Linked DNA regions of Sus scrofa: regions 1, 2, 4 and 5 are each linked to region 3. The links are chromatin contacts, called in public Hi-C and HiChIP or PLAC-seq maps. All regions are on one chromosome and are shown on one strand. The core of a region is the stretch at or near the end of the contact, and the rest is flanking DNA. Distances in the headings are between cores, read along the strand shown. Region 1 has its middle 38 kb from the start of PIK3R1. Region 2 has its middle 62 kb from the start of PIK3R1. Region 3 has its middle 58 kb from the start of CD180. Region 4 has its middle 140 kb from the start of PIK3R1. Region 5 overlaps PIK3R1 (phosphatidylinositol 3-kinase regulatory subunit alpha).

Region 1 (4,836 bases), core at 1,291-3,790, 750 kb before region 3:
ATTTGGCAAATATTTACTGAGCTCCAATCATGTGCTAGGTACTATTCTAAATGATAATTAAACAGCTGTGAACCTGCCTGGCCCCTATAGTTTTGAGGATACTAAGTACAGGTCACTTTGGCCATCAAATTCAATGTCATTTTCAGTTCCACAGAAGTCCCTTAAATGCTGAGCTACAGAGGTGGATTCTTAGTAAAACCAAAGAATTTTAAGCTTCATAGTTGCTTACTTTTATGGGCCTTTCCTGTGCATCCTCCTCAAGAATTTAGTACTCATTTCAATACATGGGCCATGGCTCATGAATTATGAATTATAGGTGAGCTCAATGGGTTGCCAGTAACCCTTTCATTTTGGCTGGCCCCCAGTGACATTCTACATTGTGTGGGGGCTTCCCCAGGTATCCCAAACCCAACTCTGGCATCAAGAAGATTCTTTTTTTTTCCTTTTAACGATTTTTATTTTTCTATTATAGTTGGTTTAGAGTGTTCTGTCAATTTTCTGCTGAACAGCAAAGTGACCCAGTCACACATGCATATATATACATTCTTTTTTTCTCACATTATCCTCCACAGTGCTCCAGCATAAGTGACTAGATATACTTCCCAGTGCTATACAGCAGGATCTCATGGTTTATCCATTCCAAAGGCAATAGTTTTTATCTATTAACCCCAGATTCCCAGTCCATCCCACTCCTTCCCCCTTGGCAACCACACATCTGTTTTCCAGGTCCATGAGTTTCTTTTCTGTGGAAAGGTTCATTTGTGCTGTATATTAGATTCCAGATATGTGATATCATATGGTATTTATCTTTTTCTTTCTGACTTACTTCACTTAGTATGAGAGTCTCTAGTTCCATCCATGTTGCTGCAAATGACATTATTTTATTCTTTTTTATGGCTGAGTAATAGTCCATTGTTTTTATATACCACATCTTCTTAATCCATTCATCTGTTGATGGACATTTAGATTATTTCCATATATTAGCTATTGTGACTAGTGCTACAATGAACATACTGGTGCATGTGTCTTTTTCAAGGAAAGTTTTGTCCAGATATATGCTCAAGAGTGGGGTTGCTGGGTGATATGGTAGTTCTATATATAGTTTTCTGAGGTACTTCCATACTATTTTCCATAGTGGTTGTACAAATTTACGTTCCCACCAACAGTGCAGGAGGGTTAAGAAGATTCTGAATAGGATGCTCCTCTCCTCTCTACCCAGGGCCCTCCAGACTAAGACTCCACCATGAGCACCTTTCACCTTGCACTTCCCCGACCCTGCTTCCCTTGTCCAGGACTACCAACAGGATGCTGGACCAGGCTGAGCTGGACAGCCATAGCCAGGTAGCCAGTTGGATCCCTCTCCAGTGATAACAAAGGTCTGGAGTCTCAGAGGGCTTTTCCTAGGACAAGACGTACCTCCAGATCAAGAAATTATTTCAGCTGTGGCATGATCAACAAGTTCTGGAGCGGAAGGAAACCTTTCTAAACCACAAATAACAAAAAACATCTATCTATTATGTCAGAAGACAAAGTTGTCTTTCTATTCTCTGTACATAAAATGGCATTGTAAAATTTTTACCATGTGAAAAAAGATCAATGAGTATAACGCCAAAAATATAGGGAAAAGATGTATTACATAGATGGGTCAGCACTTAAGTTGTAATTGTAGCAAAAATTGTTAATTAAAACTAATGATGATAATGCTATTTTTCTGGATGCTTTCTAGAATTTGTAATTTTTTATGCTTTGATTTTTTTCATTTGAAATCAATTTGTACCTTGAACCTAGTTTCATATTCTCTTTCATAAAGAGGGTTCCACATTTGAGAAGCTTCAGGCCTCATAAATTTTGGGATCTACCCTGACAGAGGTCTTTTTCTCTGAAGAGGCAGGAGAAAGAACTTAAGAAATCACTAAAATCACAAGAGACTGGTTTCCACAGTTTTTCTTCTCTCCATTAAACCTTCACCTTCTCATATTTGGTTGTGCATTTATTAAAAAAGTTTAGTAGAGCCAATAAGGAGTAATCAAAATATCCAAATTCAAAAGACCCAACTGAGCCAACCTCACTCAAAAATCAAGGGCCCAACTCTGTCTTCCTAATTTGGAAGAAGACAAACTTGCCTGGATTGGTTTTTGGAATAGGAATTACTTGAGAAGTGCAGAGTTCCAGAAATTGAAGAGCGTATCATTTTGTCAGTACACTTCTTTTAAAACGAGTTATTAATACAGAGGCAGCCACTATCAAATGTCTTCCTACAACACATCAACCGTTATTTTCCATCTATTCAGGAGGGACTGGCAAGGCTGAGAGCCAATGAAGGAAAAAGAAATGACTGCCCATTTTGTTGCACCGAAACCAAAGGACTCTTGATTTATCAGGACGTCTGGCACACTCTTTTTCAGGGGTGGGGGGAGGAATGGGTGGTGGAAATTAAGGGTTGTAAATTTTATAAATCAAGCCCTCTAAAGTAGGCCAATTGGTCAGCTGCAAACTTGGCAGCATCACGAAGCATGTGTGCTGGGGCAGCTTCAGAACACAATGTTCTGGTTCACTCTGCGAGCAAAGGGAAGTGGAATAAGGGCTCAACCCAGGACAGAGGGAGGACTCAGCACAGACATGCAAGAGGCTGAGAGACAAAGGAACACTAAGGAATAAAGGCAATGTCCTTGGACTGCTGACCACAAAGACGTGTGTGTGTGTGTGTGTGTGTGTGTGTGTGTGTGAGAGAGAGAGAGAGAGAGAGAGAGAGAGAAAGGAGAGAGAAAGACTGATTAGAGCCTTCAAAAGAGGTGCTGTGGTTCTGATGTTTACTGAAACTAAATTCTGGAAAATTCAGAGAAGTTGTAGGATTAATGATTGATTAGAAAGTAAAAACTGAATACTTTGGGCAAGAGTAATGGTGAAATTTTGCAAAAGTACTTGGGAATAATGTTGAGTCTATAAACTTTGAACCATAACGATGTGTGGAATGAAGAGAAAAAGAATATTTAAAAAAAAAAAAAGGATAGCCTGAAACATAGATTTTTAGATCCAAATTTAATCAGGACCTGGCAGGGCTTTTTCAAAAGCAAATTTACATTTCATATTATTTCAATAATTACTTGGTTGCTAATGAATATAATAATAATGTGTGATATATAAAAATAACTTAAAATAGTTGGCATATTTGGGCAACCAGCCCCCTCAGATATTTTCAAATAGTTTATAAGAAAGTTAACGGAATATTTAGAGTGAAAAAAAGAAGAAATAGTGTTAACAGTTTAAGAAAAGGAGCCAGTAGTAAATTATACTTTAATTTATAAAACATTCTGTGAAATGGTCCTGACTGCTTATAACCTTGAGATTTTTATTTTCATTCTAGTGATTTAGAATTGTGTCATGGTGATATTCCACTCACCAGAATCACTTGCAATTGATAGCATGCGATGAGCAAGTTCAATGTGTTTTTCTTCAAATATCCAGTACTGTCATAAGCTTGAAAGGATAGAGAGCAAACGTGATAATTGCTAAATTCCAAATGTACACTATCATTAAAATTTTTTAAATTGAAAATAATTGCCGAAGGAATGTCACTGTCTTTGATTTACAGGAGAGAAGTTCAAGTTTAAATGAAAAATGATTTTTACTTAAGAGCATCTCTTTCTCCTCTAACACAGGGAAGAAAAAAAAAAAAAAAAAGGATACCTTATGCATCAGTGTAAAAAACCAGAGACCGCAGTGGCCAAGACTCAGCTGGTCTTTGTAAAGCGGTTTATAGCTTTCAGCTAAAATCTCTAAGTGAGAATTCTCATTCTCAGCTGCTGGCTCCCTGAGAGCTCTCTGTGGCCTCTGACCCCATTTCCATGGAGATAGAGGTGGGAAGGGTAAAAATAAATTAAAGGGGAAACTTTTTTTTTTGAAGGCAGCACTTCCAAATCCCCACTCCTCCAATACTAATGAGTGTCCAAGTTAAAACAACCACACATCAGTAACTGAAATTCCCTTTTTCTTCAGGGTTAAATGGATGAAAATAAGGTATTTGACTGTAAAGATACATTTGCATGAAAAAACAAACAAACAAACAAACCCCCGTTAGATACTGTTTAAGCTCCAAAATGAAGCTCAAAATGAAGGTAAAATTAAAACGGTTCTTGCCACTTAACAGTGAAAGAAAATCCTACCGTTTTCCAGGGTTTGGTTTTTGGCTGAGAGCTGTGATTGTTAAGGGTCAGGCTCTGTAGACTTCTATTAGGGGGGTGGGAGGGGTGGCTGGTGTTTCTCCAAACATCAGGAAGTTGGACTCTTCATCAGGAGAAATTTTTAAATTGATAGTTTTCCTTGCATCTATCAGTTAATCCATTGTTTTGCTGTAAGCTTCTGTTCCCGACCATCTAACTGAGGCTAATAAAAATAGATAGGAAGCTCCAACTGTTGATGTAACTACCAGCTCTACGGCCGGCTCCCAGCATCCATTCATTGAGTCATTACTTCATACCTGCTACTGGATGATATATTTTCTCAATTAACAACAGCCTCTTAGGAAAAAGCTTTTTTTAGGGAAAAATTGGAATATACACAAAGTCAGAGTAGTCTGATGATCCCGATGTGCTCATGACTCAATGACAGCAATCATTAATTCATGGTCACTCTTATCCTTGCCACCACATATTCCTCTATTATTATTATTATTTTTTTTTGGTCTTTTTTGTTGTTGTTGTTGTTGCTATTTCTTGGGCCGCTCCCGTGGCATATGGAGGTTCCCAGGCTAGGGGTTGAATTGGAGCTGTAGCCGCCGGCCTACGCCAGAGCCACAGCAACGTGGGATCCGAGCCGCGTCTGCAACCTACACCACAG
Region 2 (5,353 bases), core at 290-2,789, 730 kb before region 3:
CCACACTGCTCAGACAGTCAAACATAAACATATGCATACACAGTTCTCTCTTTTGTGTTTATTAGTTTTCCTTTGGACGTGATACCACTATGTCATTAGACATGCCCTAAATAGGCTCCTGGATGACCCTCAAAATCCACAACCACTGAAAAAAGGGATAATATACTTGCAACCAAGGAAGAGTAGAGGATATTTAAAGTCATTAAATGTCCTTTCTTTTATTTACTTATTTGTTTCTATTTTTTGGTTGCATCTGTGGCATGCAGCAGTTGTCGGGCCAGGGATCGAACCTGTACCACAGTAGTGATCCAAAGCACAGCAGTGACAACATCGGATCCTTAACCCACTGAGCCACAAGGGAGCTCCTTTCTGTCCTTTCTTGAATTGGGAGGAAAGACATGGTACAAACAAAGCTTTGACACTGGACAGATCTGAAATGGAAGGCTAACTGAGGGCCCTCTACCTGCTGCGTGACTTCAGGCTAGTTACCTTGCTTTTAAACTTTAATTTCTTCATCTGTATAATGGGGCTTGTGATAGCTTAGCTTTTGAGAAAATGAAGTGAAATAATGATGTAACAGTACTCTATACATCCTTTCTTTCTCTTATGAACAGTTTATATTAAAAGATGTGTCTATCCTGGAGGACCATGATCTTGGACCCTGAGTTTGCATCTAGAACTACAACTGAATTGCAATGCTATCTTTGATGCTACTTAAAAAGATTTTTTTTAATTGGAAAAAAAAAAAGTACTTCAGTGAATGAGAACTCGAGGTTATTTACTGCAGTGTTACTCAGCATTATAAAATTCTGAAACCTGCCCTAAATTTCTAACTGTCCTGTGTAACACCAAGTGACAGGGAGTGGTTATGAGAGGAGATACATGTCTCGGGGAGAGGATTGGGACAGATGATGAAACTCCTGGCACAAAGGGGTTGATGGAAGAGTATCATGGTAGAGAGGAAAAATGAAAAGGTAAGAATAAAAGAAGGAAAAACACTAATAAATTGGAAAATAAACCTTATTTTCTGGTCTCTTTGCTCTTCTCAACTGGTAGGAGATAGTCTAAGCAAGAGCAGAATCTCTCAGATGCTGGATAGAAAGGAGCTCTTTTCAGGTCTGGTACATAAGCAAGAAAAGCAAAACTGAATAAATGAAAAACTGAACATCCAAATGCTGATTAACCGAGAGTTGGCTCTTAAAAGAATGAAAACATCTGCTGGCTGCTTTGAAGGAAAAAAAAAAAATCCCTTTGGGTTTGTCCTGCAACAAATCCTCTTCTCAATTTTTCTTGTTGGGAGGGATCCAGGAAAAAAATGACCTCTCCCATTCTAGTAATGAATTTCTATTCCCTTTTGAACTTTAAATATGTTAATTTAATCCCCAGATGGTCACCAAAAAATATGTATTGTCAAAAGAGAGATCTCAACACACTGCTTCAGGGCTCTCCCCTGCCCTGTCGCTCTGATTTCTCTGGTTCTAAATAGAGCCCTCACCAAGGGGAAAGATGCCTGGCCCGGCCCAGCCCAGCCTGTACCACCACTGTTTACAAGAAGTCTGCCTTTTTGTCACGGTGTCCCATCACTGAGCTGAAGCATACCCAAGCCTCCAACAATTTCAGAGATTGGCTAAGAACTGTCAGTGGACTGGGATCAAAGCCATACTACTCCTTATTTCTGGACTTGAAGTCACCACCATTTAGAACACATTATCCTATGACAGATATAAGAAACACTGCCCAACTGGGATCTTATATATATATATATAATTTTTTTTTGTCTTTTTAGGGTGGCACCAGCGGCATGTGGAGGTTTCCAGGGTAGGGGTCTAATTGCAGCTGTAGCTGCTGGCCTACACCAGAGCCCCAGCAATGCCAGATCTGAGCCAGGTCTGCGACCTACACCACAGCTCATGGCAACGCCGGATCTTTAACCCACTGAGCAAGGCCAGGGATTGAACCCGCAACCTCATGGTTCCTAGTTGGAATCGTTTCTGCTGTGGCATGACGGGAACTCTGATCTTATTCATTTAGTTTATATTTGTAAAATAATTCAAGCATTTGCCTTCATTTATGTATACATATATGCACACATATATATGTATATGTATATAGATATGAAGTATATATAAATAAGCTATATATAAAAATATATATGGTATGTTAATCTAAAGGTCAAGAAGCATTTTATTTTTTAATTTTCATCTTTTTATTTATTTTTTAGGGCCACACCCAGAGCACATGGAGGTTCCCAGGCTAGGGAGTCAAACCGGAGTCAAATCAGAGCTATATCCACTGACCTACTCCACAGCCACAGCAACGCCAGATCCTTAACCCACCAAGCGAGGCCGGGGTTCGAACCTGCGTCCTCCTGGATATTAGTCATATTCGTTTCCATTGAGCCATGATGGGAACTCCTCTCAAGAAGCATTTTATGAACCTGAGTCCATGTGAAGCACTGAGGGTGATCAGATAGGCTTGTGCTTCTGGGAACACTGATACCTGTAGCCTTTCAATGTCTAGCTGGTCAGAAGGAGATTTCTTAGAAGATGGGGAGTCATCCTTCGAATTTGGGATTCTGTGGCATTTATTAAGTACAGGGGACTGACCTAAAAGCTGGGAGTCTTAAAGCCATCATGTATGGCAGCCCTAAAGCCTGAGGCCTCCTTTTTATGAAGTATCTACACCCTCATCACCGCAACCTCTGTGCCTTCAGCTGCAGTAGACAAAGTGACTCTCCCTGAACAAACTTAACCCCTCTGTGCTGCTGGAGCACCCTTCTTTTTTTCCCCTTTGTAATTTTTTTCCTTTTCTTTCTTTAATGATTTAAATTTTTTCCATTATAGTTGATTTACAGTGTTCTGCCAATTTTTACTGCACAGAAAAGTGACCCAGTCATATATATATATATACATATATATATATATATATATATATACACACACATATTCTTTTCCTCACATTATCCTCCATCGTATTCCATCACAAGTGACTAGATATAGTTCCCTGTGCTATACAGCAGGATCTCATTGCTTATCCACTCCAAATGCTATTGTTTGCATCTATTAACCCCAGACTCTCAGTCCTCACTCCCTCCCGCTCCCCTGGAACACCTTACATAGGAGTATAATTGGAGAGAAATTGGTTTCCCTGTGTCAGCAACAATCTATGCTTCTGCAACATCACTGAAATTGTTGCTCAGGGAAATACATTCCAACATCTATTCTTATAATTAGATCTCACGACTACATCTAGACTCCTCACATTTATTGTTAATGAGTTAGAGGCACATGATAAGAAGGTCTTTGATCAGATGCAAATACGCTAAGTTCTTGAATATCCTATTCCAGGTTCTACTTTGGCCACTGCAGTACGAGCTTACCCCAAGTTTATTCTTTTTATTTATTTTTTCAACTTGTCTCCTGTGAGTCATTGTCAAACTAGGATTTACGAGAACAAGGTCCACAGTGACCCACTCATGGGACTCTCAGGACCAGTTTCAGGTCTGTCAACAGTAAGTCGATAAAAAAGGGGAAGAGAGGGTATTCACAGAAGTCAGTCAAAATGGAACTTCAGCAGATTCTCAACAGAAGAAAAGTATCTCTAGGAAGGCCTTTGCTCCAAATCAGCTGATTTTAACAAGAGTAAATCACATATATAAATGGGACTAATCAGGAGTTGCTCAGTGTAAACTGTGAAGACTTCCTTAAAGGAAGAGTCTTCGTGGAAACAACATTCCAAGTCAAATTTGTCTTGAGGTGAAGCCCCAGCCAGCCAACTGCTGGGCCTGGCGTCCAGCACTGTGAAAAGGATTCCCCACAGCAGTCAGACACATAGAGCGTACACAATTCAAAATAAGATCATGCTCAGTCATCCTTCTAAACCATGAGGCATCCCCAGGAGATGCCCCACCTCCCTTGATAACCACCTCCTCTTGCCTATCTGCTGACACAGCTCTTTCTCCCCCAGAAAAAAATGAAAACCTTGAGAAAGATGAGTTTAATACCTAGAATCAACATCCTGGCTGTTTGCCAAATCCTCTGTGGGAAACGCAGAGTATAGACAGAAGCAGTGTAGCATAATCCAGGCTAAGGAGTCAATCCTGGTTTGAATCAAACTTTAGATACTTCTTTAAATCTTGGCTTCCTCATTTGTAAACTGGGAATAACAACAGGGGTATCTACCTAAAGAGTGATTCCAAGGGTTAGTTATAAAGCCCTTAGCCTTCTAGACAACAGAAAGTGTTATCTATAATTTGTGATGATTATTTTTGTCTTTACATCTACGATCCCAACAGTGGAAATTTTAGGAAGAATCTCTGCCATTGGGAAACATGTTCAAGGGTCGCAGTTGAGTCTGAGGGCACAGGAGGAAACTGTAGCTGCTCGTTGAATACATTTGATTTGAAATTTGCAAGCCAAGTCACTTGAGCCAAGACATAAGATGAGCAGCCAGTTCTTTGTGGTAGGAAAATCTAAGGACACCCTGAACCCAGTTGCCCACAGCAGAGCTGGGCTCACAGGAGAGACTACGGCTAAAAAAAGGGATTACAGCTGTGGAGAGCAAAGCTAGACTTGGACTAGTGGGGAACAATCAAGTCTGAAGCTTTAGGAAGAAAAGGATTTGGGATTAAATAAAGGGAATGTTAAATTAATTGAAAAAGGCAGATTATCAGTCAAAATATGCTCTTCCTCCACCCCATAAAGAGCAGTCAACCCGAACATCTTCTGTAGCTCTAGGTGGTAGTGCTATCAATGGACAAATATCGATGTGTATAAACAGAGCTATGTCTGTGCTTACAAACCTAAGCATATCTATAGACATAACTATCATCTCTTTAGATCTAGATTTACAAGCTCTATCTCTGTCTTTACCTATGCAGAATACAAAGGTTCTTCACCAGAGTGTTTATATCAGTTATCTCTGGCTGTGCAGGATCATTAGTATTAAGAAATTTCATTTTTTTGCTGTGTTTTCTGATGAGTCTATACTTCATTGGTAACAAGACCATCACAGAATATTAATTAAAAAATGACTTCAGAGGGGAAAACATTGGGGTGGGGGGCATCAACTCCTCCAGCCTCTTGTGAGAAGTAGTACTAGAGAGACGTGTCCTGAGAGAAAATCCTGCTGATGAGCAGAAGTCAGATTATGACAGAGTGTGGACAGAAGGCTTAAGGAAAATCCCTTGAATCTGCTTGTGGATTCCCTACTTAACTTGTGTCCATGGAAATTTATCTGCTTTTTTGTGAAAGCAAAACCAGAAGTATTTTGGTTTGGCCTCCTTGTTCACCTTTCGGCTATTCTCATTGTAAAGCCCCCTGTTCACATGGTTTCCCTGAAGCCAGAGGATTAG
Region 3 (5,165 bases), core at 1,971-4,470:
ACAATGGAAAAATCATGGCCCTCCCCCCGAGTTCCCAAGTAAGCCCAGAGCCCACGGATTGAAGGCGAGTCTGGGTCTCCTTGGAGAAGAGCCCTGCAAGTCCGGTACAAGTATAAACAATAAACATTCCCTCAATCTTTCCCCAAAGTGACCTACAGACACTTACCAGAGTAACTGTGTATGTGGGAAAGGGAAAAACAGAGATGTTTTGACCTCATACTGCTACCAAAAAATCATAAATGCCATTTCCTACTGCTTCTCTGGTTAAAGAAGAAAGGATGGAGAACAGGCGATAAGAGAATTTCTGGCCCTAGTCCACGTCACAGTGAAACCAGCAGCTCATTCTCCAGCAACTGAGTATATAATTGCGATAAGTAAACTTAGAAGATGGAAAGCCCTCACAATGGTTCTCTGAATTTTGAATTTAGAGTCTTTAGAGTAAGATGAGTCACTTAGAAGGCCAGTGTGATCTTTATAGTTCTAATAGCTTTGGGTGATAGGTACCTGCCAAGTGAAATTAGATGCCACCCATTTTCTTCCCAGGCATCATTTGAGGGACAGACTAAGGGTCCTGAAGCCAGTTTGCAATCTATGGGTGTGATGTGAGGCCACCCCAAGTAGGCCCTCCACCCTCAAGTCTACTTTCATACAAGGTACTTACCCAAGAGGAGTAACACATTAACAGGAAGTCCGTTATACCCTCTGTACCACCCATCAGAGGGTCTTCTTAGCTTCAGCCAGACACACTCACAGGATAATCATAGGCCACAACTGGTCTACTCAGAAAGATGTAGGGTAGGACCACAGGTCACCAGCAGGGCAGCACCAGGGATCTCCCCCAGTCCAAGTGTGTACATCAGCCTGCAGAGCCATGCAGCACTAACCTGCTCAGGTATGAGGGATGAGAGCCACCCTGGGCAGGTGTGGGAGTTCACCTGGCTGGAAATCCTCACTCCCCAAAAGGAGTCACTATCTCCTGTAACAACTTCCTAGACATGGCTTTCATTCCACCCAAGGGACACCCCATTACAAAAGTCACCAGACCCAGGGAGTTCTTAGTCGGAATTGATGGTTCTTTATAGCTCCTCCCAGCCCAGATACAACTGACCAGTTGGGGTCATTTTATCACCAGCAATGTTACTTGGAAATACAGTTTGCATTTTACCCTCAAGAGGTTGCCATTGAAAGAGCTGTACAGTTAACAAGGTCAAGTTCTCATTCGGAAGGAAAAGGTTTCTTTGCCCTTTATCCACCCACCCTCGTATGAAAGAGTCTACAGATTCTGCTCTTCCATAGGAAGAAGCTATATAGCTGCAAGAGTGTTCTGACATCTCTGGGGAGACATGGAAAGACATGGGTGGAAGGAGAGGAATTCCAGAACCAACTTTATCTCCTCCCTTTGTTCTTTCTGAAACAAGCCCTACTTGAAGTATAAAGCTGATGTGTTTCTTGGTTTGTTTGTCTGGAATAGGGAGGCCACTGTGGCAACAACCCAGACAAATTTAGGGCTTCACCTGACACCACAGACTGAAGTGCTTTGGGACTATTAAAGCAGAACGTAAATGAAGCCCATTCTCCACTGCCCCTTCAGATCAGTGGGCAGAACAATCTTACCTAGAGTCCAGAAAGTTACCTATTAGCCACTCCTGAGGCTCACAGCTCTTCTGAACCCCTGAAGGCTGTGCTGCCTCCCAGGTGAGGCTGCAGGCCTGTGACACAGGACTCCTCACCTACAACCGTTTCTCTCAGACCCCTGAGCCCTTAGGCCCCCTCAACTCTCTACTCCCTTCCATAGGGAACCCTCTTTTCCTCCCAGATTTTGTCCCTTGGCTTCACGCCATGTCCCCCGGGATGGAGCAGGAGAGGGAGTTTAGGGTCCACTTGGACAAAGGACAGAATGAAAGTATTTATTTCCACAGTGATCAAATCAATTTCCCAGTGAGAGTGGGTGCCTCAGTAACAATCTTCTCTTCTGTTCTGCTAAAAGGATCTCTCTTTTCTCCCCCTTTGAGCTACATTAATGACAAGTCTTCTGTGAGTTCCCAGGTGGCACAATGGATTAAGGATTGGGCATTGTCACTGCTGAGGCAGGGATTCAATCCCTGGCCCTGGGAACTTCTGCATGCCACAGGCCTGGCCAAAAAATTAAATGAGAAGGACACAGCTTCTTCTCTCTTCTTAGCTTGGTGGGTGCCATCCCCAGGAGATGAAAAGAAGCAAGGAACTCATTCTGCACATAAATACTTTCAATTTTACAGCAGCCTGCCTTATTTCAAGAAACTGAATGTCCGTCCGTGGAAAAAGGTCAGCCCTAAGAGAAGACCTCACCTCTTCCTAAAAGGTACCGCATGTGAACTCTTCAGGGAGACCTGTGTTTTTATCTTTAGGGTCCTGCTCTATCCTCTGTACAGCCAAATCCTCCTCTTACAGCTTGTGGACTGGCACCAGCCCAATAGAGAAAACTCAGTTCTTTTCTCCCTTAGCAAGCCCAATATGCTTCTTTAATAATTCTAGTGGTGCTCTGGTCAACTGTCCTAAGAGCCAAGAACAGGCTTGGTAGGGAGCAGGGGTGATGGGCAGGACAGACAAGCTGGCATCTGTGGACCAGGGGGAGCTGTGCATTGATTCCTTAATGAATTTGTTTAAGGGGGGAGATGAAATATGGGGCAGAGTCTGAGAAGACCGAGGGGGAGAGCTGGGGAAAGAGAGCAGATGTTGTAAAAGATACTCTTTCATGTTTCCTGTGCACTAGAAATCTGCAGATGTATGTTGGCAGGGCTACAGTCAGAGAACAGAGGGAGGCTGGAGTTTACACATCTGGAAATCATTTGGCAGAGGGCAGAGTTCAAAAGCTTTCTGCTTCAGCCGCTCACAGACCCTCCTTGATGCGCGGGCCGTGGCTGAGTGAGGGGCCACCATCCAGAGTCCCTCTGGCCCCCCTCCGGGGAAGCCCGACCTAGGCTGGTGGGTCTGCCTCTGTATCAGGTCAGTCACATGGAAAAGTTGAAATGCTGATAAAAAGAGAGAAGGAGGCGGGGAAGGAGGGGAGCAAAGCAGAGAACGCACCATAACTGAGAGAAGCCTGGCTGGAAATCAAGAAACAAAATGTACTTGGACCCAATCCAGTGCATGAGTTAACTTGAGAGCAAAGAACACCATTCAATGGAGGAAAAAAAAAGGCCTTCTCTGCTGCATGGTAACACCCAGGGATCATACTCACACCACATTGACTTTTCTCAGAAATCCCTATACATTGTGCCTTCACTGATTTCAGGAATGCGAAAGGCCCTCCTGATCCTGAGGGAATTACTCCCTTTGGAAGGATTTATGGGGTTCTGCAAAGAGAAAGAGCAGGGTTTCTGAGGGCCCGGTCACCACGCTCTGACCCAAAGCCTCTGCAGCCACTGTGAGACGAGGTCGTCCCTCCCAGAAGCGGGCAAGGTCAGTGTGGGTGCTCAGCTCCCCTCAGAGGAGGAACACATCTTCGGGGTGAACTTGGGTCCCAGCTCCAAGTTCCTGCCATACTCAGCCGTGCAGACACAGTGGTTGCAGCTGCTGTCAGGCTGTGCTTCGGGCTTCATGTAGCCTGTGTAGGAGGTGAACTCACAGGGAGTGGTAATGAGTTAAAGACTCTGGAGCTCACCCAGGTGGGTTCATGAGGCCCAAGACCTCAGAAGAATCAGAGTCCACCTGGGGAGGGAACAGAACACATGAAAAGCTAAGTAAGAAATACAGCCAAGGAGTTCCCATTGTGGTGCAGCAGAAACGAATCTGACTAGGAACCATGAGGCTGCGGGTTCGATCCCTGGCCTTGCTCAGTGGGTTAAGGATCTGGCAATGCCATGAGCTGTGTTGTAGGTTGCAGACGTGGCTCGGATCCTGCGTTGCTGTGGCTGTGGTGGAGGCCGGCAGCTGTAGCTCCGATTAGACCCCTAGTCTGGGAGCCTCCATATGCCACAGGTACAGCCCTGAAAAGACAAAAGAAAAAAAAAAAAATACAGCCAAATTAATAAATGCCAAGTGTGAGGTAAAACATGTTCAGACAGATGTCCACCCCCCAAGCCTGTTTAACTTCCTGTCCCCTCTCCCTTGATGGATATCTCTGCCACCCCTGCAGTTACCCAGGCCAGAAATGTTCACATCTCCCCCTCAACATGTATCCAATTTTTTTTTGTCTTTTTTTTTTTTTTTGCTTTTTCTGGGGCTCCTCCCGTGGCATATGGAGGTTCCCAGGCTAGGGGTCTAATCAAAGCTGTAGCCACCAGCCTACACCAGACCAAAGCAACGCCAGATCCGAGCCACGTCTGCAACGTACACCACAGCTCACAGCAATGCTGGATCCTTAACCCACTGAGCGATGTCAGGGATTGAACCCACAGCCTCATGGTTCCTAGTCAGATTTGTTAACCATTGAGCCACGATGGGAACTCCAACATGTATCCAATTTGGCCACAGGTTCTGTTCATGTTTTGAATGTGTCCACCTACCAATCCCACCACCCTCAGCATCTCCAGCCTAATCAATGCAGCAACCCCTCCCTGCCACCGATCTTATCGCCTGAATCCAACCTCTCAATTTTCTTTCTGAAAAATAAATCTGAGGGTGACACTCCTCTAAATGGTTCAATGGTTCCCCACAGCTTTCAGGACAAAGGACAGAATCTGGCTTTTATCCACTTTCAGAACCTCATCTTCAGTGGAGAGTGGGTAAATGTTTAACCACCAGGCCCCCAGATACACAATGTGTCATCTTATAGGACACGTTCCCCCTCGAACAATGAACTTCTTCCAACTTACTGGCCACGCCCCATTTTCTCCCTCACCTGGGCCTCTGCACATCTTTTTCTCTCTGTCCAGAAAGATTTTCTTTCTGCCTCACCAAGTCATCCTTCCAGATCTAACTCATCAAGGAATTCAACACATAGTAAGCAGAGTGGCCACCAAAATGCTGCCCTGTAATTGTGTGTTGGCCGGGGTGCAACTGTGCCAGGCACCTTTGAGAACAGGCAGTACTTTTATCTTTGCATGCACACTGCCTTTCATGCTTCCTGGCATAAAGTAGTTTTTCCATAATTATTTAATTAAAGAATGTAAATGGTGCTAGTTCTTAATTTACTCCTTACACTTTATCCTCTTGTAAAAAGACTCAAAATTGTGAATACATGC
Region 4 (5,177 bases), core at 513-3,012, 650 kb before region 3:
CAACACCATGCCTTACAACTGTATATTGCTTTATATATGGCAAAACATTTCAGCATAGTAAGAATAGCAAGCACTGATAATCATAGCTAACGTGTATACAGGGTTACTATGTGTTAGACATTGTTCTAAGCACTTTACATGTATTAACCAATTTAATCCACACATCAACCCTATGAGATAATCATTTTCATTCCCATTTTACAGATGAGGAAAACAAAGCACAGATAATTCAGTTAATTTGCTTGAAGTCCTACAGCTTGTAAATGCTGAAGCCAGGATTCAAGCCCTGGCATTCTAATCCCGTGACCTCATGCTGCCCTTGACTCTGGCCTCCCCAGCATCTGACCTTTCTTTCCACTTGTGTGGCGTCACCCTGCTCACACAGGCACAGCTCATGCTTCATCTTCCCCTTTAGGGACGTGAATCTAACTTCCTTGTCCTTTTGGTGGATTTCTGCTTTTGTTCACAGGGGAAATCTGTGGGGGAACCCGTGTACGTTTCCCATGGCACTCACCCAGCTTCTTGCTTCCCTAACCACGGGGCTGTTGACCCCAGGTCTCTATTTCCCATAAAGGAAAGCCTCATTCCCGGAGTGGTGGGGTCATCATGTGATAGAACATTGTTCAGATGACAGATAGAGTCAGGTAGCCTGCCGGCCTGCCTGCCTGCCTACCTGCCTTCTTTCTTTCCCTTTCTTTCTTTCTTTCTTTCTTTCTTTCTTTCTTTCTTTCTTTCTTTCTTTCTTTCTTTCTTTCTTTCTTTCTCTCTCTCTCTCTCTCTCTCTCTCTCTCTCTCTCTCTCTCTCTCTCTTTCTTTCTTTCTTTCTTTCTTTCTTTCTTTCTTTTTTCTTTCTTTCTTTCTTTCTTTCTTTCTTTCCTTGTCTTTTTAGGTCTGCATCTGTGGCACATGGAGGTTCCCAGGCTAGGGGTCCAGTCGGAGCTACAGCTGCTGGCCTACACCACAGCCCCAACAACTCTGGATATGAGCCACATCTCTGACCTATTCCACAGCTAATGGCAATGCTGGATCCTTAACCCATTGAGCAAGGCCAGGGATCGAACCTGAGTCCTCAGAGATACTAGTTGGGTTTGTTAACTGCAGAGCCACCATGGCAACACCCATAGTCTCTATTTCCTTCTGGAAAAAAAATTTGATTTCAACGTCACTTCTCTTGATAGTGGTCAAAACAGTTCTCCTGCCTTAGATCATGTGATTATTCAGCAGCTCTCTGTCATCCAAATCGTCAGTTCCAGAAGGGGTCAGTCTCACTCCCAGAAATGACGCATCTCCGAAGCGTCTCTTGCTTATACCAAAATGCACGAATATTTGTGAACACAAAGAAGTGTGTCTATCTGAATAGGTCAGTGATCTCTGGCACCCTGAACCCTTGCTTGTAACTATGGGGTGTTCCTACCATGAAGAAGAAAAGATGGAAATGACTGTCTGTTTCCACAGATAACTTTTCTTTTCTGACCCTGAATTCATTTTGTGTGTGGTAGTGACCATCACGAGAAGGGGAGGAGGGAGGTGTGTGGCATATGATCAGATGATTCTTTTCCATTTTAAATGCTTCCTCTCTCTGACCTCTAGTTTAGGATAGCTGAGTCCCGACCATTGGGCCTGAGCTACAGGCCTGTTTGCCACAGAGCACTGAGCCCAGGACTCTGTATTAGCCAGAGAAGCAGGTAGCTTTGGCAGGTGCCAAGTGAACACAGATGCCCTCACTTCTTCTGGGAAAGTGACCCCACTCTAAATTACTGGGCTATTTCTATCCTTTTGTCTACTGCCAAACTTCTCAAAGACCATCTGTATCTGTCAGAGCTCTTGGTTACAAACCACAGACACTAGCTCTGGGTGAATTAAAGCAGCAAAGGTATGGACTATAAGGACACCATGGAGCTAACAGAATGGATGGGATGGCCAGAAGGAAAAGAGGAGCAAAGAGGCCTGACTCCAGAAGGCCAGGGGCAGAGATACACTCAGGACTGTGCTCTAAGGAGAAGGTCGTGAGAACGCCACCCTGGCCAGGCGTAGCCATGACCCGACTAGCATTTCAGTGTGTCACTCTCTCAGATAATCTCTTGTGCTTCCTTCATCTTAGGGTCACTCTCTTCGGACTGGCTGAGAGTGGACCAGTATTGGTGGAAGCTGGAGGGTCAAAATGATTTGTGGAGACAACAGTGTAAAAGCTTGACTGGGAGTTCCTGTTGGGGAAATGAATTGGACTAGGATCCATGAGGATGCAGGTTCGATCCCTGGCCTAGCTAAGTGGGTCGGGGATCTGGTGTGGCCATGAGCTGTGGTGTAGGTGGCAGATGCAGCTCGGATCTCATGTTGCTGTGGTGTCGGCTGGCAGCTATAGCTCCAATGTGCCACCTAGCCTGGGAGGAACTTTCATATGTCACAGGTTCAGCCCTAAAATGCAAAAAGCAAAAAACAAAAACAAAAACAAAAACAAAAAACAAAAAAGCAAAAAAAAAAACTTGACTGACTCTCCATAAATGCACACAAATTTCCCTGACTTCCAGGGGCTTGACGCAAATAACTGGAAGTGTGAGAGGGTGGGTGGGGCTAGAGAGGAATGAAACAAGAGAGGGGCTGAGCAAATGGGAGTCTTTTCTTGGTTACTATCCAGAGAACATTGCTCCTGTTCTTGGCTTTGGAAAGCTGGTGGGGAAGAGAGGCCTGAGCAGCACTGCCCACAAAAGAAGTTCAGTCTCTGCTCCACACTTAATTTCATCATTCCTTCTTCTCTCAGAGACAAAACATGAGCTTGGAAAGGATGCTGATCTAATGAGGGTCTACTCTGCTCTGTTGTTTTTAATTCTTCTGTGTCTTATTCCACATGTTACTGTAGCAAAAATGATATGAAGAGGAGGGAGATTGTCTGATCAGCTTCCTAATATGCCTAGCAAAATGATTTCCTAGCTGATCTTGAGGCACTAAGCCTTCTTAAGTCCTAACTTTGATGGTACAGACATATGTAAATACTTTAAAAATACAAACCCAATTTAAAACATCTATACAATTTGTATTAATTTTATTTTAAAAAGGTAAGAGTTTCTGCCATGATACCCTGGGTTAAGAATCTGACTGCAGCAGCTTGGGTCACTGCAGAGGTGCGGGTTCCATCCCCATCACAGGGCAGTGGGTTAAAGGATCTGGTGCTGCTGCAACTGTGGGGTAGATTCATTCTGCAGCTGGGATTCAGTCCCTGGCCTGGGGAACTTCCATATGCCATGAGGTGTAGCCATAAAAATCAATGAATGAATAAATACAAAAATAAGAAATGTTGTAAATTTGGAATCTAGATGGGAGGTGATGCTTCATAGAAAAGGTAAGAAAAAGGCAACCTGAGTGTTTTCACTTTGTTTTGAATTTTTGCGAATTGCCATTCTGACCTTTAGAATACTTCCAGTCTCATGAGGTTACAAATACAGAATACCTTCTTTTTTCTTCAAGGAAAAGTGCATTCATATTGTCAGAATCCAAACACCAACTATGACAACTCTCCTTGGGTCAGCTAACCAATATTGATAGGGTGTTTATTATGGTTAGATAAGTAACATTAAAAGGTAGAGCAAATCCAGGATAATAATCGAAGACAAAGAACAAGAGGGAAAACGTGGTGTCGTGTGAAGGAAGGATGGATCAAGTGAAAAGTTATCCCTTTAATAGATAACTCCAAACTCCGTGTACCTGGAGTCATTTTATGGCATAACTTTGGTAATGTTTCCTGTTTTGTTCTAGATTTTGCTTTAAGAGGTCTTTAGGGAGGAGACGAAGATGGAGTTTATACTGGGAAGTGAAGTCCAGACAACATAAAGGCAGGGCTGGCTCCACGGTGTGTCACCTCTGCACCGACACAGGGCTCCACACACAGATCCCTGTGCTTGATATAATGACTTGCTGTTGCTGTCTTGAAATTCTTAATGTTGGAACAGTGTGTACTGCATTTTGATTTTGCAATGGGCCCTAACAAATTATGCAGCTGGTCCTGCAGAAAAGCTGTATCAGTATAGGTCTGTTGGGATATAATTAGTACCTCATAGCAGGCCAAACCAACGGTTGGCAAACTTTGTCTGTAAAGAACCATGGAGTAAGCCTCTTAGGTTTTGCACTTATACTAAAACTCTGCTATTGTAGCTTGAAAGACGCTATAGACAATATGTCAGCTAGTGAGTTGTATAAACTTTACGAAAACTTTGCGAAAACAGGGGTTGACGTTGGCCCAAGGGCTGTACTTGTCAACCCCTAGGCTAGACAAACAAATGTGCTTGGTCTTAGGCTACCAAGAAATTGTCAAAAAGATAGATAGGTGGGATGGGCAAAATTCTACAACCCTTAGTCACGCATGGGACTCTTCCACCATTTCTGCCGTCACTGAACAATTTGTACTACTGTTTTCCTAAGTTAGTATCATGCAAAAAGCTTTCTGTGTATTAGAGCATCTTACAATCCCAACAGCCTTGTGAACTTTGAATTATTATTATCCTCATTTTGCAAAAGAAACTAAGTTTCAGAGCGTTAGCAATGTGACCAAGTTACACAGTAAAGAACTGAGACCCAGAACCTGCAGATTCAACATGATCTGCATTCCATCACGTGGTGGGCTGGGTGGCAGGCAGCTGGCTACTATTACTATTTTGAAATACTGACATATGATTGTTGGTTTGTTTGTTTGTTTATTCATTTATGGCCACACCTGCAGCAAGTGGAAGTTCCTTGGCCAGGTATTGAATCTGAGCTGCAGCCATGACCTATGTTGCAACTGCAACAACAGCACAGGATACTTCAACCCACTGCACTGGGCCAGGAATTGAACCCATGCCTCTGCGGTGACCTGAGCTGCCAAAGTCAGATTCTTAACTCATTGGACCAACGTGGGAACTCCTTTTTGAATTTTAAAGTAAATAAAATATTAAAAAAAAAACTTTTTTTTTTTTTTTTGGTCTTGGCTGTGGCATGCTGCAGTTCCTGGGGAAGGAATCAAATCCAAGCCAAAGAAGTGACAACTTCTAGATCCTTAATCTGCTGAGCTACCAAGGAAGTCCTCAAATATTTTTTAAAAATATAAGTGATGATAGATTCAATGTCATCAGCCTTCTAGTAATATCATCCTAACTCTGCATTACTGTGCTTTTTTTTTTTTTTCTTTGGTCTCTTTTAGGACTGCA
Region 5 (4,824 bases), core at 239-2,738, 850 kb before region 3:
TGGAAGTTAAGTGATAATTAGAGATTTCACTTAACAGTGATTGAAATATGCATCTGACAGTTGTTCTATTACTGGGTTGGCAAATACTACATATAAAGTTGTTTCTACTGCTCTTATTTCTTCACTTCAGCTTGAAGAAGGTGGGGGTGGGGGGCACACTACCTTATTTCCTTAGCCTTTCAATGTGTCTCTGGCAAATATGGTAGTTACCTTTCCATATCCTGAGCTGCAAAATACCACTGGTTTTACTCATTCAAATGCTACATGAAGTTTCTAAAAAGCATTGTGATGGCGACCAGGTCCTTGCAACAACACCTCACAAAGTGCACCCTGGAATATTTTAATAAGAAAAAACTAGACCATATAGTGTGGAGTACAGGTACTCCTTTTGTACTATATTGACTGAACATATCACTGAATTTTTAATATTGAAGAAAGTATATTACCCAAGTAGAGAAATCCATCCTACCTGATCAAAGTTTTGCCATGGGAATGTTAAAAGGTAAATTTTACAAAGAGAGAAGACTTTTTAAAGTAACAATTCAAGGATTTCCTATTCTCTAGCACAATATCTATGATTCAATCCATTTCCCCTTTAAAATGTTTAAACATAGGGAATGAGGAAGCACTACACAAGAAGCCTTTAAAGTTCACATTTTCCACTTTGGGCACCAGGATCAATTAGCAGCGAAAGTCGAAAATGCCGTTCTAAAGCAAAATACTAATTATTTCAACAACCCTAAAATCCACCATTCCTTTAATTTTATCAAATATACAAGGTCAATATTTACATTTCTGTTAGATCCCACCTTAGGAAATTCCAACAGGAAATGACAGTTGCTAGGAAGTACCAAATTTGGCAAGTTGTCCTCTGAAAAGTCCATGATAAAGTACCATATCACACAGTTCAATAAACTAAAATGTGATATAACTAAATATGCATATTTAAATATACAGAGATTATATATGGCGACTATCAAACAAAACACAAATTACCAGAGCATGATTCTCATCAAGTTGACACATCAATTCTCACTTGATTTCGCCTTCCAGACAGACTTTTACACCTGAATGAAGAATTTTTTTTTTTTTTTTTAAATCTGGCTGTAGCCAGTGTGTATGTCTGGATAGCCAAGTCTACTCTTAAAACTCTGGGTGAATTTTCAACTCCCCTACTTCAGTCCAACATCAGTTTTTCATTTGGGGAATCATTTTTCATCAGAAGAAATCTGTATCGCTTAAGGAGAAAGAAGACAAGAAGAGCAGAAGGCTCTAAAAGCGGTGGTGAAGCCAAGACATGTATTATTTCAAAGGAAAAGGGGAATTGGTCCTTAACAAGGACACCAGTGAACGAGGTGTCCCAGGTTGCAGAAGAAATTTTTGATGACACATCAGAGCTGCATTTTCCACTAGGTCTCCCCACTCCGCTCTCCCCTCCCCACTTGCCCTGGTGACAACCAATCACATGGAACAGAAGAGCCCTTCTCTCCCAACTTAGGCCCTTCCCATACCACTAACACGGACAGGCCTGAACAGTCCTTGGGCACCAGTGGCGTGTGGGAGACAGTGGCATTCCTCACGGTAAACGGTGCCAACACCGCTACAAAGTGCAAGATGAAACCAGCACACAGCTGCACCTTTTGGAGCCTTCTCCATTAAAAAAAAAAAAAAAAAAAAAAAAAAGATATTTTAGAGTTACTGCCTGGCACGGATGAATGGAAAATTTAAGCTGAAATTCTGGACTCCAGAGACTGCCCAAGCCAAGTATTTCATTACTGATGGAAGGAGCTTGGAAGTACATAAAAAACTGCCACTTACCTTTTAAAATGTAACACAAATACACAGAAAGTATATGCAAAGTGTGGATCAATATTAAATTAAGATGCTTGTCTTTTAACTGTTGCTCAATCAAAACTTTACTCCTGTCTGACACAATCTCCCTCATTCTTTCAAATGAAAAAAATGTACATTCTGGTGGGCAAAAATCTAAAAAAACCCCAAATACTTTCCTTAAATACACCTTATAAGCACGTTCATACTTTATGCCTATATGGCTAATATCTTGAACGTTTAAACTTCTCAAGTTCTATGGGCAAAGCCATAACGAATGCTGGCTAAGATAATGCATCTAAAAACCGCAAACAAAACAATTCTGAGTTCCTTCATTTTGGACCACACCTGTTTAATCAGTAGTGGATAAATTATTAAAACTGTTAGGTTTAAAGCCAAAGACAGCTGGGTTTTAATCTTGGTTTTGCCACTTAGGGTATGCTAATTAACTTGAACCTCGGTTTCTTCATCTGTGACATGAGAATAATTTTAAGTATAACAAGGACTAAATGAGTGATATATAGACAAACATGGGTAAGCAGAGTGCCTAGCATGTAGCAAAGCACAAACTAATGGGTAGCTGCTGTTAACTTCGAATTATTCATGCAATCTTTTTTCATTATTATTAACAGGTTTTTAAAATAGCCAATTGCACTGGCAAATTTTAAGACCAGAAACTTTTTTTCTTTTTTTTTCATTTTAGGCTGCCCTGCAACATATGGATTTGGCAGGTTAAGGATCAGATCTGAGTTGCAGCTGTGACCTACATGGCAACCTCGGCAATGCCAGATTCTTTCACCCACTATGCCAGGCCCAGGATTCAAACCTGTGTCCTGATGCTGCAGAGATGCCACTGATCCCACTTCACCACAGTGGGAACTCCCAGAAATTATTATAATTAAGAATTATAAGAATTCTCGGAACTTTTTTAAGGTGGCAAGCTGGAAGCATATTTAACAGAGTGAACATCTGCAGTTTGCCTTTCTATATATGAAAACACTCAATATCTTTTCAGAAGTTATCTAATGAGTCATACCTACATTATCACATTATTTAAAATACATTGCACTTTTCCCTGATAAGGTCTGAGTTATTATACTTCAGTTTTCTGAATATAAAGGAAAGATGAAGTTGGAATGATATGGAGCTTAGTGGGAACAAGGACTTTTCCTTTGGAGGAGGAGGAAGAAAAAAAAAAACGAAAACAAGGGCAACTGTGGAGTTCCCTTGTGGCGCAGACAATAAAGGAAGGATTGAGCATTGTCACTGCAGCTGCTTGGATCACTGCCATGGTATAGGTTTGATCTCTGGCCCAGGAACTTCCACATGCCACTGGCATGGCAATAAATAAATAAGTAAATAAAAAAGGGTGACTGGAAATGGGAGTAGAAAGAAGAGATGTGAAAGTAAATCTTCAGCCACAACTATACTGTTATCAGCGATAACTAGTTGGAAGGAATTAAAAGAGCTGTCAACAGATTTAAATAAGAAGTTTGCAAATCTTTTCAGATACTCTGAACTAATTAGGTTTTAGTAACTTTTAAGTTTTTCATCTTGCATTTATATCTCTTCTGCCCCACAGCTTAAAAACAAATGAAAGGGATCTGAGATCCTCTGCCTACTTAATTTATTTCTAGACAAGCAATACAGGAAACAAAGAGCAGGCAAAGACTTTATTAAACATAGGCAGACATTACAGCTGCACTTCTGATGGCTGGAGCTAAAGCCTTGGCGTTGAGATAATTGAAATGCAAGATTACATTTAATCTTTGACAGGCTAGTCTAATTAATTGTGATTCTTATCACCTAAATTGGAGTCTGATTTAAAGATTACGATTTACAGCATATAGCAAATTATGATGCTGGGTAGAGGATAAATGGGAAAGAGAAAGGGGCTCCCTCCTATCCCCACCAGGAAAATAATTTAGTTGAGTCCCCGGAACTTCAGGAGGCGAATGATTTAGAAAGACTAAATATCAAGTATGACTGAGAGGCCCCAAAAGGGAAGGAAAGAAGGGAAAATCAGGTGACACAATGGGTGCTTAACTATTTGTTGAATGAATATTACGAACGTCAGTAAGGAATCACACCGCCTTACTAAGTATTCTATTTTATCTATTTAAAAAAAATTTTTTTTTCTCTTTTTGTCTTTTTAGGGCTGCACCTGAAGCACATAGAGCTGTAGCCCAGGGCCTACACCATAGCGCCAGCAATGCAGGATCCAAACCCGTCTGCGAAGAGCTATGCCACAGCTCATGGCAACGTGGGATACTTAACCCTCTGAGCGAGGCCAGGGATCGAACCTGAGCCCTCATAGATACTAGTCACCCCCCTTAACCACTGAGCCACAAGGGGAACTCCTGCACTAAGTATTTTAGACATTCTTTCACTAATTTTTCTTATAAGTTCCCTATCAACCTTGCCTTTAAATTGAGAGTGATAAGAAACTGCTAAGAAAAATTAAGAAGTCATTTGGTCACAAAGCTCATGAAGTGTCTGAGTTTGACTTGAACCTGTTTCTCTCCGCGAGAGTCTACAAATTCCAGTTAAGAAAAGAAACCTATGTTGTTCCCCATCTTTCCCACCAAGGCTCCCCAATTTAACAGGTAACTGGGATATGGGTGTCATGTGACATGGAGGTATTAGATGCTTGTTCCCACAGGTGGGCAACAATAGTACTTACAGGTATGTTTAAGTAAAATGGTAAGACCAGTTTATGCACTTCTCCCCAATCAAGCAAGTCAGGACATTCCCCCTGGCTAGCAAATACCTTGAACTGCAGATAAGTGAGGTGGTAAAGAGAAAGCCATGGGAGCCCCCTTAACAAGAGGGAGGTGAGGGCTCCAGGTGAGCCATGCTTGTGCCCTCAGGGCTCTGGTCAGACTGTGGAGGCACTCACTTCTCTCCCACTTTTATCTGATGATGGATTGCACAGTCAAATGCAGAAAATGTTAGAAATACTTACGAACAATAAAGCAGGCTCTTCCAATGTAA

What was found. Hi-C and Micro-C count contacts between places; a contact is called where the count stands out from the background. HiChIP or PLAC-seq counts read pairs in DNA pulled down with a chosen protein or histone mark.
Region 1: an H3K27ac HiChIP or PLAC-seq map of skeletal muscle shows a contact between it and region 3. The contact joins two enhancer-like sites. A contact is called at or near these places in 1 of 47 Hi-C or Micro-C datasets (skeletal muscle) and 1 of 2 datasets of contacts at active chromatin or transcription factors (skeletal muscle).
Region 2: a Hi-C map of subcutaneous adipose tissue shows a contact between it and region 3, with 1.8 times the contacts expected there. The contact joins two enhancer-like sites. A contact is called at or near these places in 1 of 47 Hi-C or Micro-C datasets (subcutaneous adipose tissue) and 1 of 2 datasets of contacts at active chromatin or transcription factors (skeletal muscle).
Region 4: a Hi-C map of omental adipose tissue shows a contact between it and region 3, with 1.6 times the contacts expected there. The contact joins two enhancer-like sites. A contact is called at or near these places in 1 of 47 Hi-C or Micro-C datasets (omental adipose tissue) and 2 of 2 datasets of contacts at active chromatin or transcription factors (alveolar macrophages and skeletal muscle).
Region 5: a contact with region 3 is called in an H3K27ac HiChIP or PLAC-seq map of skeletal muscle. The contact joins two enhancer-like sites. A contact is called at or near these places in 2 of 47 Hi-C or Micro-C datasets (both in skeletal muscle) and 2 of 2 datasets of contacts at active chromatin or transcription factors (alveolar macrophages and skeletal muscle).

The regions. Positions count from the first base shown.
Region 1 is chr16:46,394,650-46,399,485 of Sscrofa11.1, reverse strand. No RefSeq gene overlaps it. Among named protein-coding and RNA genes, the nearest start is that of PIK3R1, 38 kb to the left of the region's middle. Within about 2 kb of position 2,540, at least 32 of the 83 cell types and tissues checked have an H3K27ac peak or open chromatin away from gene starts, as enhancers often do. A contact at or near this core is called in skeletal muscle, where this site is marked.
Region 2 is chr16:46,370,222-46,375,574 of Sscrofa11.1, reverse strand. No RefSeq gene overlaps it. Among named protein-coding and RNA genes, the nearest start is that of PIK3R1, 62 kb to the left of the region's middle. Within about 2 kb of position 1,539, at least 7 of the 83 cell types and tissues checked have an H3K27ac peak or open chromatin away from gene starts, as enhancers often do. A contact at or near this core is called in skeletal muscle and subcutaneous adipose tissue, where this site is marked.
Region 3 is chr16:45,643,361-45,648,525 of Sscrofa11.1, reverse strand. No RefSeq gene overlaps it. Among named protein-coding and RNA genes, the nearest start is that of CD180, 58 kb to the right of the region's middle. Within about 2 kb of position 3,220, at least 44 of the 83 cell types and tissues checked have an H3K27ac peak or open chromatin away from gene starts, as enhancers often do. A contact at or near this core is called in omental adipose tissue, skeletal muscle and subcutaneous adipose tissue, where this site is marked.
Region 4 is chr16:46,296,321-46,301,497 of Sscrofa11.1, reverse strand. No RefSeq gene overlaps it. Among named protein-coding and RNA genes, the nearest start is that of PIK3R1, 140 kb to the left of the region's middle. Within about 2 kb of position 1,762, at least 4 of the 83 cell types and tissues checked have an H3K27ac peak or open chromatin away from gene starts, as enhancers often do. A contact at or near this core is called in omental adipose tissue, where this site is marked.
Region 5 is chr16:46,487,920-46,492,743 of Sscrofa11.1, reverse strand. All of the region lies in intron 2 of PIK3R1 (phosphatidylinositol 3-kinase regulatory subunit alpha), which reads right to left. Among named protein-coding and RNA genes, the nearest start is that of PIK3R1, 56 kb to the right of the region's middle. Within about 2 kb of position 1,488, at least 3 of the 83 cell types and tissues checked have an H3K27ac peak or open chromatin away from gene starts, as enhancers often do. A contact at or near this core is called in skeletal muscle, where this site is marked.